2 separate regions of the Canis lupus genome follow, and region 1 is linked to region 2. Evidence: chromatin contacts called from public Hi-C data. All regions are on one chromosome and are shown on one strand. Each heading gives the region's core, a stretch centred on a gene start, on an enhancer-like site or on the middle of the called end of the contact. The rest is flanking DNA. Distances are from core to core; before and after follow the strand shown.

Region 1 (6,141 bases), core at 3,410-5,909, 70 kb after region 2:
ACAGCCAAAATGATATCACCACAAGAGAAGTAAGGTTAGGACAACTTGTTCCTAAGGAGTTTCTCAGGAAGGAGAAACTTACTCAGTAGACCTTTGACATTCACAGGGAATGGATCCTGGCATCTTCACCAATTCCTAATGCTGGCACTTTCTTGAATATTAAACTTATCTTGATCTGGGATTTTCCTGTGCATAGCCTCACTCTAAATCAACCGCTGTTCAACTCTCATGCCTGACCATCCACCTGGTAGCCGTTTTGCTAGAAAACTCCTGCTGCAGGCGCCCCAAGAGCGAGGTGTCTCCTTCCTTCACACTAGCTTCAGAGCCCCTTGCATTATTCAAATATGGGCCTCAGCAAAACTCCAGAATATGGACTGCACACCATTCGGCTGTTAACTTAGTGAATGCTAGGGACCTGCCGTTCCTGCTGGAGTGCCACCCAATTACAGCGCAAGTCTAAAGTTCCGACTGAGAGTCTGACACATTCCACGTTACCTGATACAGCAGGAAATCAAAGCATATGAAACTCCTGCTCTCAGGATTTGCATTTGGTAGGACAGACAGAGCCATTTCCAGGGTTGGCTGTGAGTTATGAGTGATTTCAAAGTTTCTCTGGTCCCCAAATTCTTCTAACCTCTGCTTACCTGAAATACCAACCATCACAGTCACTCGGTAGTCTTCTAGAGTGGAATGCATTAACTGCGTAAGGATATTCTGTGCCTATCCCCCAGTATAGACCCCTGGCTAGGCTCCCAGTCCACACTTCTGCTCTTCACCTCCTTTGCTAATTTGTAAGCACATTAAGGATGCTCCCGCCTCAGGGCATTTACACAGGTCGTCCCTCTGCCTATAATGATGTCCTGACTCCCAGGTCCTCAGGGCACACTGGAAGACCATATCCCCAAGAGACCTTCTCAAGATCTCTTCCCACATCCCTAAAAAGGCCGTCCTATCAAAGATAGCAGCCCTGTCACCCCCTAACCCCTCTTTCTGCTTTCCTTTTCCTCATAGTCCTTAGGACTACGTGATATGTTTCTACATGTCACTCTACATAATGAGAATCTAAGCTCCAGGGGGGTTGAAAGTTTGCCTTTTTACTGTTGTGTCCCTGATTCCAAGAACTGTGTCTGGTACACAGTAAGTGCCCAGTAACCATCCTGAATGAATGATGGAACAAATGAATGGGCCCGGAAAGGGCCATTCACACAGGATGTGAATCTTTTGAGAAGAGGCTCTGAGAGATGGGTCAGAGACAACATGCTCTCTGAGGTCTACGGGCCTGGATGTAGAGCTTGTCTGGCATGGGGGTGGGGGGGGGGGAAGGGGTGGCAGTGGAGAGAGACCCCGAACAGTTAGAGCACAGAGATACTGGATGCCAGCATACCAGAGTCGATGAAAGAAAATGTAGAAACCTGTCAATACAAGCATTAGGTTTTTGTAGGGTGGCCCCTGCAACAACATACCCTTCCACCCCATCAGTTCTGCTCCTGCCCGTCCTCCCTGAAATTGCTTATCTCTCTAATATCCAACACTTGTTGAGGTAGTAAGAAGGGTGTCACTCTCACACCACAGTGAGAAGCCGTGAGAGACAAGGACAGGTTGAGGAATTTCAGGGTGAGAGGCTGGCGTGCAGGGCAGGACAGCCAGGCAGCTGGATGAGGGGCAGTTCCTCACCACGATTCTGTTCAACTCAGATCAGTTTCCTTTTGGCTTATCTCTGTGGCCAGTTCCTAGCAACTGTTGGTGGTTTCCTACTTCAAGGGATGAAAGGTAATACAAGCACTGGGATCGAGGGGGGGAAACAACTTCAAATCCATATATAGCCACCATCCAGTGAAATAAATACCATGCTGAAGATATTTCTGAACATCTAGAAAGGCCTCCTTTCACACACGGAAACTGAAATGGTGCCATGGTTAATCCTGAATAATGCAGAGTGTCCAGATAGACAAATCCATAACTGAAACATTTTAATAAATCTTGCAGGAGTCCCATGACCCAAACACCAATCTCTACAAGTGGTGGTCAAGTACGGTTTCTTATGTTGGTCTCACAAGTTTTGGCTTTTGAGTAATAACAGTAACAGCTAATACTTCTTTAGCACAAGTCATGTTTGCACTGGTCTGAACTTGTGTGCAACCTCCAGTGCAGGTGTGATGTGTTAAGCACTCCCTTTGCCTAAATAGCGAAGTGGAGAGCCAGAGGAAAGAGCCAACTTATTGAAAGATTGCTCAACAAGTCAGGGTAGGAGCATGAATAAAGGTTGGGTCTTCTGGTTCTTGAGTTTTTATGAAATCTTGACCTTGCCGTGGTAACATTACAAGGCCAAACATGAGAAGGGGTGGAAATTGCAAACAAGCATATGTGACCTTTTGTAAAGTATGTGGTAGATCATGAGAAAAAAAAAATAGTACGTTTTCTACCAGTAAAAATAACAGGTGGAGGACAGTTGGGCATTTTCTTTAAAAGCTAAATATACTCTTACCATGTGATACAGCAACTGCACTCCTTGATATTCACCCCGGTGAACTGAAAACGTCCATCTACACAAAAACTGGCACACAAATCTTTACAGTAGTTTTATTCATAATTGCCAAGACTTAGAAGATGACCTTCAGTAGGAGAGTAGATACACAAACAATAGTATATTCATACAATGGATATCATTTGGCAATAAAAAGAAATGAGCTAGGAAGCCACCAGACACAGAGGAAGCCTAAATGTATATGACTAAGTGAAAGAAGTCAATCTAAAAAGGCTACATATTGTATGATGTCAACTATGTGGCATTCTGGAAAAGGCAAAACTATGAGGGTAATACAAAGATCCATGGTTGCCAGGGGTTTGGGAGGAGGAAGCGCAGAAAAGGCAGAGCACAGAGGATTTTTAGGCAGTAAAACTCTACGTGACATCAGACGTTTGTCAAGCCCACAGAATGAACATCTCCAAGAGTGAACCCTAATGGAACTATGGTTTGATATGTCAGTGCAGATTCATCAATCTTTTTTTTTTTTAAGATTTTATTTACTTATTTGAGAGAGAGGGCATGAATGGGAGGAAGGGCAGAGGGAGAGGGAGAAGCAGGCTCTCTGCTGACCAGGGACTCATGACCTAGGATCATGACCTGGGCCTAGGGCAGATGCTTCATCAACTGAGCCACCCAGGTGCCTCTAGATTCATCAATTCTACCAACTGTACCCCATTGGTGTGGTGCTGGTGGAGGGGGCTGGGAAGAGGTATGTGGGGGTCTCTGTACTTTCTGTTTCATTTTGCTGTGAACTACTCCAAAAAAATTAATAATAAAGTCCATTAAAAAAAAGAAAAAAGGAAAAAAAAGTCACCGGTAAGCCTGTGAGGACCACAGTAGAACCAAGCAGCTTGGAAAGAGAGAATCTGAGAGTGTGTCCCTGACCTTGTGCTTGCCCTAGAGGCAGTGAGGGTGCTTGATGCACATCCAAATGAAGTGAGTGCCTCCTAAGTGTCCCTCACAAGGACATCCCACAGCATTGTACAGAACTCTTGCACTATAATTTTGGCTCACAGGAAATCAGTGAGCTCTTGCTGCAGGTCACAGACTAGGAGGTGGCACCGCAGAGATCCAAATGACATTCCCTGACTCTAGGTCCGGTTCTCCCCATTAAGTCACTGCTAGCAAGGGAAAAACAGTGACTAGGGAAAGGTTTGCTTTACTAAATATATTATGCTTCAGAGTCAACTTTGCACATATGCATCCAGAGCAGGTATACGGATGAACTGAGTTTGTAGACAGAGAGAAAGTATGAAGCCACCTCAACAGCAAGATCATTTATTTCCTTTACCATTAAAAGAAAAGTCAGGGGGCACCTGAGTGGCTCAGTGGTTAAGCATCTGCCTTCAGCTCATGTCATGATCCCGGGGTCCAAGGATTGAGTTCCATATCAGGCTCCCCGTAGGGGGCCTGTTTCTCCCTCTGCCTCTACCTCTGCCTCTTTGTCTCTGTGTCTCCCATGAATAAATAAATAAAACCTTACAAAAGAAAAGAAAAGTCAGAAGCTACAGGGGAGAAAGTAGGGAAGAGGAATCAATAGAGAGTCATGATAACTATCCAGAGTGACAGCCTTCCTGGAATTTCCCGTACCGAGGACAGAGGCCATCTGTACTGGACAAGCAGAGACCCAACCTTCCCGGGAGTCACCCTGGGGAGTCACTGTCTGTGTGATGGCGAGGTCGGCAAGCCTTTGCAGCTCTGGAGTTAGATCAAAGGAGACTGCCTCGCAGCCCAGCGACACCATGGGGGTGGCCCAGGGCCAGGCCACCTGGCTCAACTGTCACAGCCAGCAGCCTGAAGCAGGCCTAACGGGAGGGCTGAAGTAGCCAGAAGGTGCAGAAATGCAGAGAGGTGGGGAGGCAGGTAGTGGTAGAAGCTGAAGCAGAAAGCTTTATGCTCTCCAGGACTAGGCCCTAACTACAGTGCTCGAACTCCCTTCCTGGTGTCTTCACTGCAATGGCTTAAATCTTTTAAAGTCGCATCTTATGTGCTGCAAGATGTCCCCCGTAACTCCAATTACCACAGAGTTTTCTCCACCCACAGGACTGACTGTCTTCCTTGGCCAACGGCAAGTCTCACAACCCCAAAGATGCTGTGTCACCCACCATCCCAAGGCCCGTCTCACACCGAAAGCCCAAACAGGAGGCAGGCAGAACCCACACAGCCCCTACGCTGGGCATTGCCAGACACCAGAGCCTCCCCACAGTTCTGGTTGTCTGTTCAGAGAAACAAGTCCCTCTCAGAATAGCCTCACCAGCATTTGATGAGGAAAGGCACAGAGTCTCTGCTGTAGTTAGTTTGCAGATCTGACCCCTCTAGGCCCAGGCAGGCTTCGCCAAGTCTCCTTTCTTGCCCACTGTGCATTCCCAGGGACCGAGCACCATCTTCCTGCCTCTTCATGGACACACCATCTCCTTCTTCTGTCTCCAAGCCTGGGTGGAGACAGAGAAAATTGTCTACCTCCCCATTTCCTCGCTGCTCCAGAAAAACAAAGGCTTCACTCCTTACAGTTGCAGGAGAGCGGAAGGAGGCAACACACACACTGACACACTTCCGGTGCCTGACAAAGCTCTTGTCTTAATATCATGAGTATGACTTTCAGCCCCCTTCCCAGATAGTGATGATAGGTGTCCTTTGGACTTTCTCTTCTATTTTTATTCTAAGAGCTCATCTAAAATCTTTCTCATTCTGACCTAGACTTTTCCAAAGATTATGCAGAGCCCATATTCCCAGGTGGTCCCTACGGGAGCAGTCAAGATAAAATGTTAATTACCGTTAGTTGGGCCTATGATAGTACTGGGCAGGCACTGTTAAAAGATGGCTTAAAGCATTAGCTAAGAAGATCCTCACAGCAATCTGTGAGGTGGGCATAGGATCCCATATTACAGGCAGGACACGGCAGCTCTGAGAGGGTGAATTGCTCAAGGGCCCATACGTTGCCGTGAGTGACAGAGCTAGGATTCCAACCTGGTTGATGCCAAACCTAGTCTTTCTAACCACAAGCTCAGAGGTGCAAAGGAAATCGGGAACTTAGGCTGCTAATGGCCAGGGATCCAGAATTCAGCAGAGTTCAGTGGCGTTTTTGGAGAACTCTGTCCAAAACATAGTAGTGCTTTGCAAATTCAGCTTTGGCCTAGAACTCAAATGATTGTTACCTGCGTCACGTCGTGACACTAGGAGGCAACCAGGAAAGTCTGGGAGGGATGGGAGGAAACGAGGTCCAGGCGCCGTTCAAGGACTCGGGGCTGTGGGAGCTTTAGCGCAACGACAGGTGTCAGGGCTCCGGTCGCCAGCACTGCGGGGGGGCCGAGCCCAGGGCCGGAGCTGGGCCCCTTGCGCCCACCGAGAGGCGCATCTCGCCCCGGCGTGGGCGGTCGGCTCCTGGAAGCAGACTCCCCGAGAGCAGAGCCTCCTGTTCCGAAGACGCTGACGCGGACCCCGTCTGCCCGCTGGCTGGGGACTCCGGGCAGAAGCCCCGCCAGGCGCTCAGCTCCCGGCTGTCCGCGGCCGTGGGCTCCGTGTGGTCCACAGCAGCCCGGTCCTGCCCGCGCTTCCACAGCTCATAGCGCTCAGGCTGCAGGATGCGCACGAAGGCGTCCATGGAGAAGGTGACC
Region 2 (5,687 bases), core at 1,930-4,429:
TGTACTCTGATGGGGCCTCTGGCTACTCAGGGCTGTATCCACCTGACTTTTCCAAAAGCAACAAGTCCCTTCTCACCCCATGACAGTAGATTCTAACCAACTCTTTCCACTGAGCACTTTTTATGTAACAGGATTCTGTAACTAGAACTCTTTCGACTCAATTCCACCTGTGAACCCCAAAACGATTCAGGAGAAGGTAAAGTGCCCCCATATTCCAAAATGAAAGGACTGGCCACAGAGCTGACCCCAATCCTCTTTGTGAGCCTTCCTCCAGCCCCACTCTTGGCTACAGAAGAGCCCAGAGAGGGGAGGCAGGAAGAGAAGATTTCTTTAGAAAGAACCAGGCTTGAGTCCAGCTCCCTTTGCAGAGACCACTCTGAGGAATTTATACATAGCTTGTAGAGTTTGGGGAAGCTTGCAGACTGCTATGCAGCTCCAATCTAAAAGAAAGCCCACAGCTAAACGGCGGCCCGAGCTTCCCTTGGGCAAGCACAACTGCCCCTCCAGCATCTGACATGGCAAGCAGGTCTGATCTCCTTGCAGGCCCAGAGAAGACTTTGATGGGTAACCAGGCCGAAGCATCTGGAAGGTACACTAAGAGGGAGACCTGCCAGAGTGAGGTGTCCCATCCCGCCAGCACAAAGGCCAGACTGGGGTGCCCGCAAGAGACCACTCACAGAATATATCTTCTGAGTCCACCTGCTGTGGTCTGGGCTGTTGGCTTTTATTGTAAGAGCAACAAAAGTGACAGCAGAGTTTTAAATTGTGTATATGGAGGAGGGAGGAATGATAGTAACCTGATCAGATCTCCATCTCAAGAATATTCTGAAGGGAGCATGGAGAATGGAGGGGACCAGAATAGAAGTGTGAAGACTGGCTCAGAAGGCATCGGAGGAGTAAGAGGAGCAGGGAGCACGGACTTGGGAGTGGGGGTGGTGCAGCAGAGGTGGTAAGAAGGAGATGGATTCGGGGACATGCAAGAAGCAGCAGTGATCAGACAAGGTTGGGGCAGACAAGAAGGAGGAGTCAGGATGACCCCCAGCTCCCCACCTGCCCCAGGTTGCTGCCTGCTGGAGCCCCTTACTCGAAGAACACTAGGAAGGGGCCAGGTCATAGGGAAGAGGCCATGTGTCTGTGCCTTGGTCACTGGGAATTTGGGGTGCCTTTAAGACATACAAAGATGTCATGTGGGTGACCTGAAGCTTTGGACACAGGTGCGATGGCTTAGGAATAAGAGTGAGGGATGAAGATGACCGAGCCAGCCTCGAAGGACCCAACATGAAGGCCAGGGCAGGAGAAGGCACTTGGCCAGGGAAGGAGCTAGCAAAGGAACGCCCAGAGATGCAGGCAGAGAGGCCACGTGCCCCTTAAGTCCTCAGGGCTCTGGCTACCCAATAGGAATAAAGAGACATGCGCCTGGCCCACATGGAGTTTTCAGTCCACAAAATGACTGAACCACAAATTGGAGGAAGTGTTATAAAGGGAAAGGCAGGGAATAAGGGCGATGGGGGGTGGGGGGGTGGGTAGTCAGGGAAGGGTTGTCAGAGGAGGCAACATTTCTGCAGATTGGCAACTCTGCACTGGGATGCTAATGAGAGGCAGCTGTTCCAAGGCCACAGGGTCCAAGACAATCTCTTAACTCCTGGATCAAAGATGCCAGTGCAGGGTGAACAGAGAAGTGCTCAGAGAGCCGTGCTCCCTGGTGCCCACTGTCTGCTTCCCCACCGGAGCCCATCTTCCTTCCCCAGCCACTTACCCGGAGGTGCTGAGGACCCCTGGGGCCTCACTGACTAAGTGTCTTTGGCCAGTGAATGTCTCCCACAAGAAAGGGAGAGGACTGGGACCCAAATCCCTGGCTGGCAGCGAATGGGCGGAGAAGGTACCGCAGGCCCTGGTCTGATCAGGTATCAGGGCTCTGGGCCACAGCCTGAGGACAGGTCCAGCCCGCCTGCACTCACTCACCCCCAAGGGTGTCAAGCCCTTGTTCAAAGTGAAGGGGCCCAGAAGGCGTCAGGTCCCACTCAACGCTGCCAGCTGCCAAGCTGTCTGCAAAGAAATGCTAACTGGGATTGTCATGGTGATTCCTGTGGTCAGGGCACCAGGGAGTCAGGTGGTCCTGGGGGTACAGCCCAAGAGCTACCCCGTCCAGGCTGCCTGAAATACACCCCGGACTAAAAGTAAGCTTTTCCACCCCAGGTCCCCATCAGATGGCTTTATTGGATGCCTTTAATTTCATCCTTTTCGGCGTCAGCAGCATGGTTATGATTCATGTGTAACCCCATTTAACAAGGCAAACGGGAAGCACTGTGTGAAGGCAGCAGCCTCAAACACTGGGAGAAAGCACCGAGTCATGGCCAAGAAAGCACTTAGGCTCTGGACTCAGATCCAGATTCAAAGTCCAGCTGTGCCATCTCCGGGGGCCACCCCTACTGATCCAGTGCCCTCGTGCAAATCACACAAGGTCCACCTTCCTTCTTGTCTTCCAGAACGGCATACTAGAACTTACTTGCCGGGGATGCTCTGAGAATTCAGTGACATCGTGCCTGCAAAGCACTCGAAGTTAATAGTCACAATCATGACACTAGAACTGACTGATCATTTCCAGTACCCCACGTACAAAGTGGCCGACACAAGTGAATGAATGACCTAGGACGCAGAACTCAAGGCCTTTCCGGCCCCACCTCTCCACACCCCCTCCCTACACCCTTACTACCTCCCCAGGCCAGACTTGAGTCCTTGACTCCAGCCACACTGGCCTCTGCTCCTTCTTCACAGACCCTGCCTTCTCTCCTGCCTCCCACCCACACGCTCCAACTGGGCTCCAACTGGGTCGGTTCCCTCCCATCACCTCTGTCTACCCAACCCCACTCACCTCTCAGGTGCAAATCAAATATCCCGGGCTCTTTGAAGCTCCCCTGCTGCCCGCAGGCCCTCAGCTGCGCACTCCTCTGCCCTCTCGCACGCTTCCTACGTGCCTGGATAAGAGCAGTAAGCACAAGTGTCAAGCACTGTGCCGAAGTACCTTCATCAAATCACCACAGGAACCCCATAAGGCAGGTTTTGTATTTAACTCTGCTGATACACAATGTGAGGCACAGAGAAGACAAGTAACTTGCCCGATGCCACACAGCCCACAAGCAGCAGAGCCAGAGCACAAACCCTGGCCTTCTGACTGCAGAGCTGGTGCCATAGACACCACATTGCACCCCTTCTCCCAGATGCAGGGTGTCCAAGCCCAGTTCCTCCGTGTCAGGTGGGGAGAGCCAGGGGGACTGTGTTTCATTCACTTTTGTGTCCACCTGGCCCCCCACACTGTACCTGGCATACAGCACATGCAAGCTCCTTCCCCCAAGACACTAAATAGATTATTAAAGGAAAACCACTAATCCAGGAAAATTCACCCATGGGTCCTGGTCTCCTTTTTCTGCCCCTGATTTCTGATTGGGAAATTCTGCTCTGAGTCCTGTCCAAGGGGCCAAGTACAGTCTCTTTGAAGTTGATGTATAATAAAGAACTTCTAGTTCAGCCAGTTTTTTTTTTAAGCCAGTTTTCTCCACCACCACCACCACCCCCCCTGCCCCCCACCTTGGAGAAGCCTGGAGCCTAATTCTAAACAGAGACATAGCATTTGTTGTGACACCTTTTCCTGCTGAGAGGGAGGGGTCCTGTTTTTGAAGAAAAGAGTAACAGCAGAATTCAAAAGGCAATGGGATTTCCAGAAGGGTCCCTCCTTGGCCAGGCAGCTCCAGGAGGCAACTGTGGAAGGAGAGGAAGTCAGCCAGAGGGAGCTGTGTGAGGGCGAGCTGGCTTCAGAGCAGCCCTGGCGAGGGCAGAGCCCCTGGCTCACACCTCTCAGCCTGAAAGGAGCTGGGGATCCAAGCAATCCTGAGCCACGGAGGGTACTGGAAAAGTCTTTGGAGTTAGCAGGACAGAAATGTTGCCTGGCTGGCGCTTGCCACTTCCTTTGCCCCCCTGTTTAGCACCTAATTCGGTTATTTCCGGGATTCTTTCCTTTCCTATCAGAGGTGGATCAGGTCTGGGGCCAACTGGTCCTTGACCCAAGTCCTCCCTGTTCCTCACCACCCCCTGCTCCCCGCCCCCCAACACACACACTTAGAAACAAAAGCTACGGCTTTGCCAAGATTCGATGGCATTCCTTTCAAAACCCCAAATCTGGTTCAGCTCAACATGCGCAAGAGGAGGCCTTTGAAGGTGCTATGGTTAATTTTCTAATAAAGCAGAACTATCCGGCAGATCGGAAGCCAAAAAAAGACAGACATCTTTCAAATTCAGGTCCTAAATCAGCTCTGCCGAAAGTGGATTTTTGAGCCCGAAGCTCAAACTCACACGGAAGCCTCAGATTTGAAAAACTGTTTGCAGCGAGAATGGGGAGGGGACCTGGGAGGTGGTAAGGAAATGTCGGGCAGGGGGGGCCCTGGGGGAGGCTGGGGCTCCCAGTCCGCAGTGACCCTTGGCCCTGTTGGGAAGTGGATACTGAGCACGGCTTCACACTAAAACTCAGGCTGGAATTTGAGGGTGTCCAGCATCAGGTGCCACCCTTTGAGTGGTTCATCACCTCGCCGAAGAGGGGGAGCCAAAAATAAGCAAATGTCTATAGACAAAGGACTTGGCACATGGTAGGGCCCTCTCAGAGTCACGGCCTGTCTTCTCTTCGGGCTGTTGGAGAGGAAGCGATGTGACCACTCTCGGTGTCCGTGGGCAGAGGAGTGCCCTGACCCTGGAGTGCGAAGAATCACTGGGAGCCTGAGCGGCCAGCAGGTGCCAGACGGCCAGGGGTGTGGTGGCCATGGTGAGCGGGCACTGGCTGGTGGACGAGGGGGCCAGGGCGAGGAGGGCAGCATGCTCACGCAGCGGCGCCCAACGCCAGGCCAGGGGGTCCAGCTTCACCCAGGTTCCAGCTGCGGATGCGTGTATTTGTTTGCTTTATGCTTCAACGGGGATGTAGGACATATTTTCAACATCTGAATTTGAATGTCTGGGTTGGCAGTCACTCTTCATTTTGCATTCAGCTCCAGGCCCAATTTCTCCTGTTGATCACCTCATCCGTACATTGATGTTAGCTGCCCAGGGCCCCGTCAGGAATTGAGTTGGTGGTTATGGGTAGGTCACAGGAAAACCGAACACTGTCAGAATGATGGAGATGCCGTGCCAGAACTCACACTTACAGGTATGCTTGGCATATCAAATCCAGATGCCTGATGAGGTTGGGCTTTCAGGTAAAAAACAAATACGTACATACATATATATATTTAAGATTTATGTGTTTATTCATGAGAGACACACAGAGAGAGGCAGAGACACAGGCAGAGGGAGAAGCAGCTCCCTGCGGGGAGCCTGACGTGGGACTCGATCCCGGGACCCCAGGATCATGCCCTGAGCTGAAGGCAGACCCTCAACCACTGAGCCACCCAGGGACGCCCCTCTGCCCTTTTCTACTCCTGTGACTTGTGACAGACCATGTGGCTTTTCCATCCAGAGGTAAAGTTTAATTTTGCCTTTGGATGTCCTTTTTATTTTAATTGCTTTTTTCTTTCTTCATGTCAATTTTAGGATTCAAAATAATTTCTTTCTGAGTTACAAACGATGGAGGATGGAAGCGAAAGATGCTCTCCCTTGCCTGGATTTCTTCAAATCACCTTGCTTTGCTTTGGTGGGGGGAGGGCTCA

The links. A called contact is a pair of places that touch in the nucleus more often than the background predicts.
Region 1: a contact with region 2 is called in a Hi-C map of amygdala, with 2.3 times the contacts expected there. The contact joins two enhancer-like sites. A contact is called at or near these places in 2 of 9 Hi-C or Micro-C datasets (amygdala and skin fibroblasts).

What each region holds. Positions count from the first base shown.
Region 1 is chr21:6,053,837-6,059,977 of UU_Cfam_GSD_1.0, forward strand. It overlaps LOC485120 (lysine-specific demethylase 4D-like), which reads right to left. Exons shown (of 3, transcript XR_005375474.1): 2 at 5,683-6,141. Among named protein-coding and RNA genes, the nearest start is that of ENDOD1, 14 kb to the left of the region's middle. Within about 2 kb of position 4,660, at least 8 of the 20 cell types and tissues checked have an H3K27ac peak or open chromatin away from gene starts, as enhancers often do.
Region 2 is chr21:5,985,097-5,990,783 of UU_Cfam_GSD_1.0, forward strand. LOC111091480 (a long non-coding RNA gene) reads right to left here. Exons shown (of 4, transcript XR_005375472.1): 2 at 2,873-2,975. Among named protein-coding and RNA genes, the nearest start is that of ENDOD1, 55 kb to the right of the region's middle. Within about 2 kb of position 3,180, at least 2 of the 20 cell types and tissues checked have an H3K27ac peak or open chromatin away from gene starts, as enhancers often do.